Linked DNA regions of Hordeum vulgare: region 1 is linked to region 2. A link is a contact called in public Hi-C data. All regions are on one chromosome and are shown on one strand. Each heading gives the region's core, a stretch centred on a gene start, on an enhancer-like site or on the middle of the called end of the contact. The rest is flanking DNA. Distances are from core to core; before and after follow the strand shown.

Region 1 (2,700 bases), core at 169-2,668, 890 kb after region 2:
ATTTTTGCTTTCTAGAAACACAGCTAGCATAGACCAGTCACGGGCATCTGACATGGACACATGACTAATTAACGGTCTTATGTCACTGATCATGGCCTGATGGGGTCATGGGAACAATGAGAATATTATCTTAGCTATCCACCCCTCGACCACATGACCACATACGGAGTACATATATGCAGGTATAATTAGCTCACCATATATTATTATATGCAGGAGTCCATGCGTGCATCTAATCAACTGAGTCCACCCATGCAAGTTTGACTGGACTATGCAGTAGTACAAGTTTAGGCGATTATCCGCTAGCCGTACGCTCGAAGCTTGGGATGAATGGGGGTCAAAATCATCGGCTGCCGATAGTGCGTGGAGTCAGAGAAGGAGCAAGGTAAACAAAATATAAGTGTGCTAGGTATCTGGAGTAGTACATAAAAAAAGGTTCAACTTTTGAGCTTTCATCTGACTGGGGCGACAAAATTATTCACCGGAATGCCGGTCTTCAGCTCAGCCACACTGCCAAAAAAGTTTTTTTAGTTCGTTCGATTGAATGGTCATGAGAATTTCTTCCACCTCAAGTCGTCTTCCTCCTCCTGAACCCCGCTCCAGTGTCAGGCTCCGCCACCCATGGCCGGCGGGCGGCGGCGCATTCATGCATGGCTCGCTACCTGCCCTCCCTCGAACCACCATCTACCATCGTGCTACCACACGTCGTTGGCCCCGACATCCCTGCAACACCCCCTTGCGGCTGAACCCGCCAAACCTCCGACTCCCCAACATCGACGTCCCTACCACATTGTAGCCGTCTCCGGATCATTTCGTGTCCGAGGCCTCGTTGGCAACCGCTGCGGCGTACACGTATGTCTCCGCCTCGGTGATGTGCATCATTTTCTCCCCCGATTCGACCGATGTTTAGCATAGCAAGAACATAAATATTCTGAGACCCAAATTCCCCGAAATTTCGGTGGAAAACGGGATGCCCGATTGAGAAGGGACGATATGGACATGGACGCTGGTAAATTTTCCTCGGTCAATTCAACACCTCGACCGATCTACAAGTTCCACAGCCGTCACTGTCTGGCTATTATGCCCCGTAATTTTCACAGAAACAGAAAATTTAGCGCCACAAGTGGTAAAAGAAGATCTCAGGAGCCGGCGAGCCGAGAAGATGCCGCTGTCTAATCCGCACGAGCCCTTGACCGCCTGGTCCGCCCCCGATCTCTGACCGCTCCTCCGGACTGGCTCGTATCTTTGACCGGTCCGATCATCTCCCTCCCCTTCCTTCGCTGACAGGTGAGCCCATCCCACCTGTGCCCCACCTGTCATAGGGTTAACGTTGCTGGGAATCCGTGGCTATAGAGTTTGCCTTAGCTACCGAACCTATATAAACTCGCGGCTTGTGCAGCCAAGCGGACACATATCGTCTGTTCGTCGTCATCAACTCATCATACACACACTAGACCACAGGTAAAACGAAGAAGAGTCGCCGTGATCGTGCGTACGTGCAGGCGCAGCTTAGCTCCACCTTTGCATCCGGGAGGAGTGACAAGGGGGGAACATACATATATGGCGGCGGCCATGGAGCAGAGCCAGGACGGCGGCGGCGTCAAGGTCAAGTTCATCGAGACGCAGTTCGTCAGCTCCGACGCCGCCAACTTCAAGTCCGTCGTGCAGCGGCTCACCGGCAAGTACTCCAAGATGCCGCCGCCGCCATCCGTGCACAGGCCTCGCCCAAGGCCCTGCAACAGAGCCGACAAGCAAAGGCGCCCATGCGTCTCCGGCAGCGACCAGCTGACGGCTGCCGCGCCGGCCAAGCCAACGGGGGTGGCCTTCGAGCCGATGCGCGTGGAAGAGCTGAACGGGCTCTGCGACTTTGCCGACCTGCTCTACGCCACCCCGAGCGCGCGGCGCCACGGCGGGAGCGTCGTAAATGGCTTTCCTTACTGATGCATGCATGGCCCGAAGAAGAATCGTGTTGCCCTTCTCCCTTTTGTGGGAGGATCACGCGCGTATTTGCTTGAGGGTTGCCATTGCCATGGCAGTACTGGCCCAAGAAATCCCTTTTTCCCAAATGCTCACTGGGAGCGCCAGATGTGACCTTCCTCAAGCACAAGTGGAAGTAAGAGCAAAATAGGAAACTGTATGGATATTTGTGTTCAGCGAAGAAATAGATATGTATGCGCGCGCTGGCAAACAAGCTAGGTGTCGTCTTCGTGTCGACGGGTTACATACATGGGCAATTGTAAATGTTCAATTGGGTCATCTGTAGTAGAATTAGAATCGCTCATGATGTTTTCAGCCTTTTGCAGAACTGTGTACCAGGATTAGGATTAGAATCTTTTTGGAATAAAAAAGAATTATAATCTTCGGTGAATGTCTCCCACGTGAATCCACTGACCTGAACTGAACGACTGAACCCAAGTGATTCGAGCAGGAATCCCCTAACCTGAACTGAATTTGGTGAGAACGCGAATAGGTGGGCCGGCCTACTCACTTCAAGTAGTTTTTCTTGGGACCTCCTATTAGGGAAAAACCGTATTTACCACTCTTCGCGTCAAATAATCGCTCAAACGCACAGGCGCGCGACAAACTGGTCCGGCCCATCCCCCTCTGCAGGCAGTTCCGGTTCCTGCTTCATTTTTTTGTCCTTTTTCTTTTTCCTTTTTTTTTATTTTTTCATTTTTCTGTTTCTGTTTTTTTTCCTTT
Region 2 (2,700 bases), core at 146-2,645:
GTCTTCTTTGTGGTTCTGAAGTGGAGGATTCTTTCCATGCAGTGATAGTATGTCCGCATGCCCGAAGCCTATGGAAAGAAATGAAAGAAGAATGGCAGCTACTTGAGAAGGATAAGTTAATTAAGACATGGTCAGAATGGCTGTTCGGCATCTTGGCTGACCAACCAACCAAATCAAGGGAGATGATCATCACGCTTCTCTGGAGAACCCGGAGTTTGCGCAATGACATTATCCATGGGAAGATGGTTCCGCCCCTGCAGGTCTTTCGCGCCTTCTTGAGCAGCTACCTTACATCTTTTGATCAAGCACAACGACTTAATGTGGATGACATTATCAAGGGCAAGCAACCAATGAAGGAGATACCAACCAGGTTACCGCCTGTTCGAGTGCCGATGAGGCCATGGACCAAGCCTCCCACGGGCTGGACGACGTTTCGGTGTACGGAGCTCTCTTTCCAAAGACTGGCGAGGCGAGTACTAGCATGGTGCTTCAGAACTTTGACGGCTCGGTGATCTTCTCAACCTACATATATTTGTTCCATTGAAAGGATGCTCTTGAGGCGGGGATCAACACTATATTGGAAGGTTTATCTATGTGCTTGGAACACACTGATCTCCTAGTGGTTGTCCAATAGGATAATCCAACAGCCGTTGCAGCCTTGACGGATGACTCGCTCGATCGATGTGCCTATAAATATCTCATGATAGAAATAAAGAAGTTGCTACAACTTCGGGGTTTTGTTCCGCTAAGAATTGATTGTAAACAAAATAGTGTTGCCCGTAGTTTAGCTAATATAGGGAGAACTAAACGTAGCATCGCTTGTTGGTTGCACCAGGTTCTAGACAACATAAAAAAGCTTGTTTTAGCAGACTGTAACGCTATTTCAGAGGAATAAATAGAGAGCAGCGTTTCTGCTCTCGGGCTCATTTGCACCCGCGTTCATGAAAAAATATACATTTTTAAAAAGTTTAAAATAATCAGTTTTTGTGGTAGATAATCTGATGCGTGAGGAACGCTTTAAATTTCAACTTATTTGGACATCTGAGCAGCTCTCAGCAAAAAAAAAAATCGAAGTCTGTAAAAAAGGTTTACTGTTCACGAGCTGTTCTGACCCGATTTGTCTTTTTTACCGAGAGTTGCTCATATGTTCAAATAAGTTAAAATTTAAAGCGGACCTCACACATCAAAATACATATCACATAAAACAAATTTAGATTTTTTTTGTATTTTTGTATTTTTTTTCATCAGCGAGAACAGATAAGCGAGAACAGTAGACTTGGATTTTCGCATATACCCCTTTCCTCGAAAAAAAAGATGAAATTAAAAACAAGAGGAAGGTCACAGGAAAGAAGAGATAGCCCATTTGGTTCGGTCCGACTCACCCAAGGAGCGCAGGCAGCCGTCGGCTCCCGGGAATCCAATGGCCATGACCCAGTCATCCTTCGCTCGCCGCCCCCCACCCCCCTCCGCGGCGCTCACCTCTCCCTCCTCCCCGGCCTCCTCCTCCTCCTGGCACCCCCCGAGGCGCGGGCCGCGCCGCCGCCGGGCCCTCACGGCCGCGTCCTCCCTCCATTTCCGGCCGGAGGACGTCGCCGAGCTCGCGCATAACAAGGTTCGCCGTAACTAGCTTAACGGATTGCTGCGTTCATCTTTCGATTGAAGTAAGGACTCGGCTCGTGTTTCAAGGTCTTGATTGCGGCGACGGCGGCGAGTGTGATCGGGCAGCTGGCCAAGCCCTTCACCTCCGGCAGGGACGTGGGCAAAATCGACATCATCAGGGTCGCCGCCCAGTCAGGGGGGATGCCCTCCACCCACTCAGCGGTGAGACCATCGTCTCCTGACCATTGATTCCTTCAGTTTGTTGTGCTGCTGCTGCCTTACTTACTGGAGCATGTTGAGAGCGTGTTTGGCTCTTAGTCCCTGCCTGCCTGCCTGCCTGGGATAAGGTTGTGCTTCTGTTCTTCCGGAGGCCATTTTGACCAATACATTTCCACCACTTTACATTAAGATGTACAGTACTAGCAGAATTACAAGATGATGAGAATATTTAAACATTTCTAGCGATTGTTATCTTATATTGCTGATGCAGATGGTTTCTATTATCTGCTCCCGGTCAAACTTTAGAAAAGAATTTGAGCCAAATACTTTTCGCCCCTTCCATTGCAACAATGAGACATAACAACGCAGCACTTTATGAAGTTTGGCAGCACGAATTGTAGGGTACCAAGTAATAAGAATGGAGATAGAACGGAAATGCGGATTCTCCACAATTAGTTGCGTCCAACAGCCCATGCTGTGCATATACATCTTGAAGTTTCAAAACGATTTGAAAGAAAATCATGGTTGTACTGCATTTTAATTTTTATGACATACCAATTATACATATACAATTTTGTGTCCTTGTACGGTTTGGAGGTGATCACATTTTGTATTGTCAATGCTCACATGCGGTAGCATATTATACATTTCTATTTTTTCTTCTGAAAACTCAGAAACTGTAATTTTACAATGGTTTGCGCCTTCCACTAGTTGCATATTTTCTTTTCTCTGTTATATATCTCTTGTTTGTCATGGTGAATAAACAACTTGTGGCCATCTATCTAATGAATAGTTTGTTACATATAAGCATCTGAAGTAGAAGCACAACACAATTCGAAATGAAGCATTAGTGCTAAAAAAGCACATCATGAAAAGAGAATA

What was found. A called contact is a pair of places that touch in the nucleus more often than the background predicts.
Region 1: a contact with region 2 is called in a Hi-C map of leaf, with 3 times the contacts expected there. The contact joins the promoter of LOC123410039 here to the promoter of LOC123411205 in region 2. A contact is called at or near these places in 2 of 6 Hi-C or Micro-C datasets (both in leaf).

What each region holds. Positions count from the first base shown.
Region 1 is chr7H:453,954,969-453,957,668 of MorexV3_pseudomolecules_assembly, forward strand. LOC123410039 reads left to right here and starts at 1,419. Exons shown (of 1, transcript XM_045102920.1): 1 at 1,419-2,368. The coding sequence starts at 1,561. The coding sequence ends at 1,941.
Region 2 is chr7H:453,060,619-453,063,318 of MorexV3_pseudomolecules_assembly, forward strand. LOC123411205 reads left to right here and starts at 1,396. Exons shown (of 5, transcript XM_045104149.1): 1 at 1,396-1,612; 2 at 1,687-1,821. The coding sequence starts at 1,421.